Regions from separate parts of the Mus musculus genome. Here regions 1 and 2 are each linked to region 3. The links are chromatin contacts, called in public HiChIP or PLAC-seq maps. All regions are on one chromosome and are shown on one strand. The core of a region is the stretch at or near the end of the contact, and the rest is flanking DNA. Distances in the headings are between cores, read along the strand shown.

Region 1 (3,112 bases), core at 42-2,541, 690 kb before region 3:
GTCCCAGGGCTAGTTGGTGTGGATGGATGTCTCCTATGGCTGACTTGCTTACCCCTGCCCTTGGCCATCCCTGAAGGTAGCTTAGAGTATAGGATCCATTGCTGGGGTTGTCAATGAACTCAACCCAGAATGGGGAGGGATGAGAGGCAACCAGGAAGAGAAAGCAGGAGGGGAGCTCCCAGAGAGCATGGCAGCCATGGCCTGAGGTGAAGATAGAGGTCTCTGGGAGTTAGTAGGCTCTACATCCTCCTTGGTTGGGCGCCCAGGGTCCCATGTCTGTGTTCTTCATCTCCACACAAAGGCATCCATTTCCTGTGAGACCAGAGGGGTAACTCCACGGAAGGCAGAGCACCCAGACGTGGTTCTCACCTTTGGCCTGTCTGGCCAGTGTCTCCTCTGCGGCATGGAGACCCTGCCCCTGCCTCACCTGAGTGGGAATCTCTCCCCTGGGTCCCGTCCCAGGTGGAAGATCAGGGGTAGCTCCGTGTGTTCTTCCTGGGTGTGGGTTGTAACTCCTGAGACGTTCTGCCCGGGGCAGAAGTCAGTGCCCTGCAATGAGAGGCACAGAGAACAAGTGGGCATCCAGGACCCAGAAGCCCATGCAGCAGAGATGCCCTACTAGTCCAGCTGCTCACACATCCCTCGCGCCTGGTACTGCGGTGTTCCCTGGGGAGTGAACGTGAGAGCGGTTGGATCTGGTCACCTCCTGGATGGGGGAAAGCTTCAGGAGGAACTGCTTAGCATCTGTCTCTGGGCGGCTCCCCAAGTTTTTTCCATAATAGTCTGGGCAGCTAGGCTGTAATCTCAGCACTCAGGAGATAGAAGTAGGAATATCTTGAGTTTGAAGTCAGCCTGGGCTACAGGAGACCCTGCCTCAAAACAGATGAAGCCGTCTGGACCGGCTAACGCTTTGATTTTGAGGAGTGCTCCTCAGAGCGCCATAAAGCCTTTTCAGTGTGCGGCCAGGAGAACAGTGGCCTCTCAGAAGATGACGAGTCAGGGTGAGTCACTAGACCAGACACAGGAAGAGGGACCTTTGGCTTGAAAGCTGAGAGAACGCAGACCCAGAGCTGAACACGTGAGCTGAAGTAAGGGACAAAACAGCCGTGACCAGGCTCGAGGGAAGGGCACAGGCTGTGGAATCATGACCACTGCCTTCAGAGGTACAGAGGGAAGGCGGAACACATACTCAGGCTGTACGGAGTCAGTCCCTGCAGCTTCCTCTCAGATAGTTTGGCTGCTGCGGCTACCTTTCCTGGGTGCAGTCTGATTCCATTACAGCCGTTTGTGTGTACAAGCTTGCCCTTTGCCCTGGACCTCCCCTATGAGATTTCGCTGCGTACTCCTTGGGGTGGACTGATGTAGGAATGGAGAATGCCCCTAACCACGCCTCCAACAGTCTCAGACAGGAGCTGTGACTCAGTTGCCCTAGTGTCAGCCAACTCAGCAGTGGGAGACCTTCCTGTAGGGTCTGTATACATTTGACACGCAGCGCCGTTCACTAAGGAAATGTCTGCAGCACCTTGTGTAACACTTCTGGGATGGACAGCTGGTTGGTGCAGCAGTTTACAGTCTATAAAGCAGGGAGGCCATAGCCTATGAAGTTCCATTTGTGAGGAGCTGCAGAGATACAAGTTGGGGACTGGAAGGGTGGGCTATATTACAGTCAAAGTGGGTCCCGAATCTAGGCCTCCTGGAGCGTCCTGCCAGGGGACAAACTGTGCAGCACACAGCAGGAAACCACAACCATTAGCATGAAAATACCAAACAGTTAATGGAGAGGTCTAGATGGAACTCATAAATTATAATTTGGATGCAAATCAAATAAGCTATTTAATTAAGATCCCGCTAATTGGTCTAGGGTTTCTCTTACAGCTGCAGTTGTGTGAGTGCCTTGCTCGCCCTCAGGGCACCTCCGGGAAGTCAGCCTGCTGTAACACTTCATCCTCCCCGCAGAGCAGGCCTCTGGCCTGGCTCTGGATGCACAGCGGGATGGGGACAGGCAGACTGCTAGAAATCTCCTGATTTTGGAGAGGTGGTAAGGGACAGGACACTCGGGTTGGCTCACTCTCCTGGGAGATCAAAGTTCAGGTGTAGCAGCTGAGACCTCCATCTTAGGTCTGAAGCTAGAACCTGAGGCTTGTTAAGACAACCCCAGGAGCCCGGTGTGGTGGCACTCGGGAGGCAGAGGCAGGCAGATTTCTGAGTTCAAGGCCAGCCTGGTCTACAAAGTGAGTTCCAGGAAAGCCAGGGCTACACAGAGAAGCCCTGTCTCGAAAAACCAAAAAAAAAAAAAAAAAAAAAAAAAAAAAAGACAACCCCAGGAATCCAGGAGTGAAGGCCCAAGACCTGGGAGTTCTCTCACACCAGAAGCTCACGAACACTAGCAGAGGCAGATTGTAGCCTTTTGTCTGTAACAACCACCCTTTACCTGGGCCTCAACCCTGAGTCAGACCGTGAGAACTGAGGACAGCGGCAGTTTACAGGACAAAGTTCGGCTAATAACAACTGAGTAGTTCAGGCGATCTCAGGTGTTTTCCAACTTCTTAACAGTATCAGCCCTCCTCACTCCGTGGATGCTGCAGAGACCCCCTTCAGCACGGGCCACGTGGTGTGGAACCCTGGACAACATTCTGGCTCAGACGTTGCTTGCCCTCCAACAACACTGCCACCAATTAAAAATGAATGGGAGAACAGACTCCCTCCTAGAGACAGAAGCAGGCTTGATGGTGGGCGTGTGTGTGGTGAGGGCAGTGGCCAGCCTAGTTCACAGCGCACAGGACCCTAGGCCCTCAGCTACAGAGGGCAGGGCTAGAAAGGGAAGAGGGGAAGTGCTCAAGATGGACACACAGAGATGGATTCCGAGTACGGGTGTGGGCAGTGGAGACCAGGCTACCAGGCTAGTCAGATCTCAAGGCAGCAAAGGACAGGCGAGGGAGGGCCTGGGTACATCAGTGTCCACGAGGAACTGCCGCTAGACCTGGCGGTGAGCGGGAGGAAAGGCCTTAGGCCTAGTGACCTCACTGGAATTCCAGGTGTTCTCCATCTCTGCAGCCAGCTCAGCAGGAAGGCAGGCAGGGCGGGGCGGGGACCAAGCGTCTCCTTCCAAGGC
Region 2 (2,909 bases), core at 397-2,896, 640 kb before region 3:
CAGGGTCTGTCTTTACTCACCAGCCTTCCTCCAGATCTCTTCAGGCATGTAGCCAGACAGGGTCCTGGGCGTGAAGTCCCGGTGAACATCTGGAATAAGGGGGCAGGGTACAGTGTCACACACAAGGTGGGGTCATCAGTTGCCTTCCTCCACACTGGATTCCCTTCCTCTCTGGCCAGGGTTTGAAGGCAAGAAGTATCTTTCCTCTTGGGAAAGAGGGCTTCACATGCTACCAGGAGAATGGAGGGATTTGAGTGGCATACTCTTATAGACAGTGAACATGGATTCACGCTGGGATCTGGGCATGTCCCGGACCACCTCACCCCCATCTCCGTAGGCACCGCTGTGGTGGATGGGTAAATAGAAGCCCTCGGGTGCCTCCTCCTAAGCCTGGCCTGTACCTACCAGAATCTGGAAGGTCCAGGCTCCCTAGCAGGCCAGGCACATCTTTATGCCATGGGAAAGGCCCCCCTTTCCAAGTGAGGCTTCCTGTTTAAGTAAGGACCGAGTGTTGGCTAGCTTTCTGGAGAATTAGTGGCATCCTACAGAGACTGTATAGGGCTAGCAACCTCTCGCTACAGGTCCTCCATGTTCTTGCTTGGTACACACCTAGCTGAGACCCCTCAGGGCCACTGCAGCTGTTGAGGGACCGGGCAGAGATGGGGGTAGGGCCCTTCTTCCCCTCCTCAGAGTCACTGTAGCACCGGATCCAGTGGTTGAGTTCCTCACGGTCGGCCTCCTGACACCGGCGCAGGACGGTGAGGGATCGCCGGGTCTTCTCCACCATGTCCATGATGCAGTTCAGAAGCTGCGGGCGGGTGGCAGGGCCTTCAGGACGTTGGAACCGGGGCTGTGGCCAGATGTGGCCATCCAATATGGAGGGGGTGGTCAGGGAGCCAGCTCAACGTCCCTGAAGGCGGGGCACAGAAATCTATACCTTGGCTCCCCACAAACAGTGAAATGACTCCCAGTGCCTGTGGGCACCCAACTTGAATGGAATCTTCTTTGGATGCATGGTAGGGGTGGAAGGGGCTTGGGCTGTTTCCTTCAAAACTCTCATTGCCAAGAAAGGTGCATGAGGGCCAGGGGAGTGGAGGTCCACCTGGCCTGACCAGGGGCTCAGGCACAAAGATGTCCTACATCACTGGGGCTTGACTCTGCAAGTGTCTGAGCAGGAGATGGTAGAGGAGGAAGAGCCAGTGTGCATGGCTCTTTGGCAGCATCCTGACAGGCCAACAGTGGATAATGACCCTCACATAAAAGGGCGGGCAGCCAGTGGGCATGCCGGTGGGTCCTACCAGGAGATGCTGAACCAACCCAGAGGAGCGCAATCTCAGCGTGGATCTCCCCACCCCAGCCTTGTGCAGATGTTCAGGGAGTCACACGGGCGTGGCAGCCCCACCTGGGCACTCACACTGTTGAGGTGCTTCCATTCTTCTGCCCACTCGCGTTCTGTGAGCCTGTGATCAATCACTTCTTCTTGTCGAGACCCAGGTATGGCTGTAGAAAAGGCCACACACAGTTAGGCCCCCATGCGGATGACTAAGCCCTGACTTGGATCTCAGGCCCTGCCCCTACTCCCAGGTGCCTCCTACTTCCTACACCAGGGGCGTCGGGAATCTAAACCAGGCCACCTCTGTTGTGCCTCATGACTCACTGCCTCCCGGTAACCTGCTAACCCAGCTCTTCTCGCTTCGCCCATTTCTGATAGGCAGCTCTAGATGAACTCACTTTAAAGGTTTCTCTTATCACGGTCCAGAAACCTCCAGGCCTCTGGGCAGCTGCTTAACTTAGGTGTGTTTATGACTTCCTTTCAGATAACTGCACTCCTATGCATTCCTCAAAGTCCAGGCCCGAGGGGCCCCTCCACAGCTGTAGTCTTTGGAATTCCTCAGGCCGTGTGTGTGTGTGTGTGTGTGTGTGTGTGTGTGTGTGTGTGTGTGTGTGTGTGTGTGTCTGGTCTCTAGGTACAAGATCTCCCTGTTTACTCTACTATCCCTGCTCCCAGACTGTCAGCTCCATGAAGAAAAATGGCGTGTTGTGTTTACCTCTGTGTCCCAGGCTGAACTCTGACCTGGGTGTTTACCCCCCCCCCCCAGTTCAATCTTGGGATCAGATCTACCTGCAGCAGGATCAAAGCAGTAATCCAGGATGGTTCATTCTCCGTGGGATCCTGGGGCCCTTATGTTGCCACTCCCTGCCTCAGTTTCCCAACCCTGCCTAGTTCTTGCATCATAAGTAGTTAGAAAGAAAAGCCCCAAGCTGACCTGATAAACTTGAGGGGTGTGCCCACAGTTACCAGGCAGAAAGTGGAGAGGCGGTGTTGGGTGTAAGGAGTCTGAATCTGGATCGGGAATGACCAAATGGGGTGTGGCGGGGTGTGGGGTGCCACTGGCTGGGGCGTGAGGAACATGATGGCCCTGTCTTGGTTTCCCTGCAATGTCAAATGCTCCCAGTGTCCTAACTGAGGCTGTGCAGGTGACCTGGCAGCAATCCAGACTTCCTGGGGGGTGGGGGGAGGCAAAACCTCTCTTTTAAGCAGCCATCAGCGCCTTAGGACCTCCTGCTACCCTAACCTGAAATGCCTCCCTGAGTTGCAGAAGGGCGGGGAGTGGCCACAGCCGTCATCCAGCACCCTCTCTGGCTGCCCACGAGGGGCCTGTGCCAACGCCCAAACTAAAATAGAGGCTGAGATCTGTGCGACAGCTGGCGTTTATTTTTGCATTAGCAGAAGCGGGTGGGAATTAGCACCTGCCTGACCCGGCTGTGGTGAGCCAGACACTGTCACCTGCTGCCTAGGACCAAGCCCTGGAAGCTTCCATGGTGTGGGGGCAGGGAAAGGCCTCTGTTGACCCTGCTCTGGGACCCTATTGGCATTCTGAGTGACCCTGGATGGTCATTTCTAACAT
Region 3 (3,049 bases), core at 4-2,503:
AGGCTACCTTGTTAAGGTCACTTCTCAGAGCCTGCAGCCCAGCTTTCCTCTACGGAGGCTACCTTGTTGAGGTCACTTCTCAGAGCCTGCAGCCCAGCTTTCCTCTACGGAGGCTACCTTGTTGAGGTCACTTCTCAGAGCCTGCAGCCCAGCTTTCCTCTACGGAGGCTACCTTGTTGAGGTCACTTCTCAGAGCCTGCAGCCCAGCTTTCCTCTACGGAGGCTACCTTGTTGAGGTCACTTCTCAGAGCCTGCAGCCCAGCTTTCCTCTACGGAGGCTACCTTGTTGAGGTCACTTCTCAGAGCCTGCAGCCCAGCTTTCCTCTACGGAGGCTACCTTGTTGAGGTCACTTCTCAGAGCCTGCAGCCCAGCTTTCCTCTACGGAGGCTACCTTGTTGAGGTCACTTCTCAGAGCCTGCAGCCCAGCTTTCCTCTACGGAGGCTACCTTGTTGAGGTCACTTCTCAGAGCCTGCAGCCCAGCTTTCCTCTACGGAGGCTACCTTGTTGAGGTCACTTCTCAGAGCCTGCAGCCCAGCTTTCCTCTACGGAGGCTACCTTGTTGAGGTCACTTCTCAGAGCCTGCAGTGGAGGAAGCAGAAGAAGCAGAAGACTGCACAGCCCTTTTGCTGTCAGTTCGGATGTCGCAAAGCTGGGAGACAGCTTTGGCATCACAGCCACAGTGTCTGGGCCTTGTGATGCTCACCTGTGGGGTAAACTCAAAGGATGCGGTTGCTCTAGGCCTCTGCCACGGTGTGGACAATGCAGGCTCTCACCCAGTTCTGCTGAGTCGGGCACCGTTATGCAAACGTCATAAATACCTTAGCAGAGGGCAGGTTTGCTGCAGCAAACACATGGAGCTCTGTCCTCTCACTCACCTGTAGCCTGGAAAGAATATCCTTGTTTCCTGTGCGGCCACCAAGAACCAGGTCTGAGTCCTCTGAGTGATTGTAACTCCTCGAACTGAGAAGGAAACAGGAGCCTGCTCAGTGCTGCTGCGGTGCCGTCAGCAGAGCTGGCTGTGGTGCCCCTCCCTCCCCCCATCTCCACAGCGGAGCGTCTGCGGGTAACTGACAGCACGAAACTACCGACTACCAACAAAGGAAAGAATGGCAGGACACATGCATGCACCTTCTGCACTCAAGAGGCAGAGACAGGAGGATGACTGCAAGTTTGATGCCAACTTGGCCAACACAGCAAGTTCCAGGCCAGCCATGGCTAAACTGCAAAAGCTTATCTAAAGAAAGGGGAGTGTCTGAGGGACAGCTCAGTGGTTAAGAATGTGTGTCCACTCCAAGTGGCCGACCGACACCCTCTCCTGGCTTCTGCATTTGTGTTTGAGCATAGACACACACACACACACACACACACACACACACACACACACACACACACACCTACCTTTGTTTTTAAGGGAAGAAAAATTTACCACAACCAAGTGTGCTTTCTCGTCCGAGGTTTACCATCTGCTAACTAATCATACCCTTGACAATGGCACAAAGCTGCAGGGTGTCACCAACGAGGGACATGACTTCACAGGCAATAAAGCCTGAGCAACTCACTCAGAAAGAAGCTGCAGAAAGGAACTGAGTTTGCTACGTCAATAAACAAACCTCAGCTGTATTTCTATACGTTATCCATGAATAATTTTTAAAAAAGCCAGTCCTTCTATTTACAGTCACACTGAAAAGAAGATGTGCAGGCAGGAGGATTTCTGGGAGTTCAAGGTCAGCCTAATCGACATATCAAGTTCTAGGCTAGACAAAGCTACACAGTGAGACTATGTCTTTAGACAAAATAAAAATAAAACAGCAGAAGTAACCAAATGCCTACTGATGGACATGGGATGATAAAGATGATTATAAAGATGATGTATACTGTTTAGTGTCGGGAGCCATCTCGGAAAGGCTATGGCTAGCAGGCGGTCTTCCTGAGACGGATTCATCATGGATTGTGAACTATGGCCCTGTATGCAAGACCTGAGGGACAAATCTCAGGGTTTGATTCCTGCAGCTGATATGCCTTTCCTGTCCTTATTAATATAATAATCCTTCTGCATTAGCCCACCCTGCTGGGCAGATTTTATGCAGACCAGCGAAGATGGACTGTTTTATAGTGATGCTATACAAACAAATAGGTGATTTATTAATTCCTAGTGATGATTCTATAAGAATTCCTAAAATTAAACTAGTAATTATTAAGCCTTTTATAGTTAGGGCTACAACTAGAACTCTCTGATATAAAACCTCACCGTTAACTTACACTAATTTTCAATGAACCTGTGGAGCTAGTGAGAGAAAATGAATGTCCAGTTAGATAACTGGCTTCAATGGAAACACATACAAACATCTCTGTTGTAAACATCTTATGCAATTTATGATTTGAATTTGTTTAAACTTGTGGTAAATTACCATGTGATCTATTCTCCTAAAAAGGTACAAAAAAACCCTAGAAATGTCATTAGGTGGCAAAAGGAGAGGACAGAATTGGAAGGAAGAGGAAGAGAACAGTATGCAGAATGCAGAGAGAAAGACAAAGAAGAAGCTACAGAGAGAGCAGCAGGCTTCTCCTCACCATGAGATGGAGGAGCAGGGCTTTGCGTAACAAGGCAGGCTGTCTTACTAAAGAGGACAGCGCTTTCTTCTTACAGACTCGGGTTTAATTCATTTCGCAATAAAAAGGTAGAAGCTTCTCCTTTCTCTGTGCAGTAAAGGTTGGAGCTCATTTTTCACCCAGAATGACTGAGTTCTTTCTGTGCTGGCAGCTGGGCTTTTGCTCCATCTGCATATGTAAGTATGGATGTGTGTATCTAAGTATGTAGATATGAGATAAGTAGTTGGTTGGACCCAACAGGAGTGTATGTAGGTATATGAACGTGTGTGCATGAATGTGTATATGAATGTGTGTATGTGTTTATGTACATTTGCTTGTGTAAAACTGTTTCCTTCTGTGATCTTGACTCGTCTCTTGCTTGGTTCAATACAAGTTTATTGCTCCAAACCTCCCTCCAGCCTGGCAAGCAAGAGGCAGAGGCACAAGGCTATTGGGCA

What was found. HiChIP or PLAC-seq counts read pairs in DNA pulled down with a chosen protein or histone mark.
Region 1: an HNF4G HiChIP or PLAC-seq map of pancreatic cancer cells shows a contact between it and region 3. The contact joins two enhancer-like sites. A contact is called at or near these places in 4 of 39 promoter capture datasets (the C10 cell line, the HPC-7 cell line, cranial neural crest and 1 more), 1 of 115 datasets of contacts at active chromatin or transcription factors (pancreatic cancer cells) and 2 of 9 other capture datasets (adipose tissue and embryonic stem cells).
Region 2: a contact with region 3 is called in an HNF4G HiChIP or PLAC-seq map of pancreatic cancer cells. The contact joins two enhancer-like sites. A contact is called at or near these places in 5 of 39 promoter capture datasets (HPC-7-derived erythroid cells, cranial neural crest, hippocampal neurons and 2 more), 1 of 484 Hi-C or Micro-C datasets (CD8 T cells), 1 of 115 datasets of contacts at active chromatin or transcription factors (pancreatic cancer cells) and 2 of 9 other capture datasets (embryonic stem cells and pancreatic islet).

What each region holds. Positions count from the first base shown.
Region 1 is chr8:122,584,485-122,587,596 of GRCm38.p6, forward strand. It overlaps Galns (galactosamine (N-acetyl)-6-sulfate sulfatase), which reads right to left. Exons shown (of 14, transcript NM_016722.4): 12 at 428-549. It also overlaps the pseudogene Gm34962. Among named protein-coding and RNA genes, the nearest start is that of Aprt, 9.1 kb to the left of the region's middle. Within about 2 kb of position 1,292, at least 95 of the 459 cell types and tissues checked have an H3K27ac peak or open chromatin away from gene starts, as enhancers often do. A contact at or near this core is called in pancreatic cancer cells, where this site is marked.
Region 2 is chr8:122,634,340-122,637,248 of GRCm38.p6, forward strand. Cbfa2t3 (CBFA2/RUNX1 translocation partner 3) reads right to left here. Exons shown (of 12, transcript NM_001109873.1): 8 at 1,415-1,500; 9 at 610-808; 10 at 21-89. Among named protein-coding and RNA genes, the nearest start is that of Pabpn1l, 13 kb to the left of the region's middle. Within about 2 kb of position 1,647, at least 64 of the 459 cell types and tissues checked have an H3K27ac peak or open chromatin away from gene starts, as enhancers often do. A contact at or near this core is called in pancreatic cancer cells, where this site is marked.
Region 3 is chr8:123,277,383-123,280,431 of GRCm38.p6, forward strand. Fanca (Fanconi anemia, complementation group A) reads right to left here. Exons shown (of 43, transcript NM_016925.3): 31 at 878-962. Among named protein-coding and RNA genes, the nearest start is that of Vps9d1, 25 kb to the left of the region's middle. Within about 2 kb of position 1,254, at least 19 of the 459 cell types and tissues checked have an H3K27ac peak or open chromatin away from gene starts, as enhancers often do. A contact at or near this core is called in pancreatic cancer cells, where this site is marked.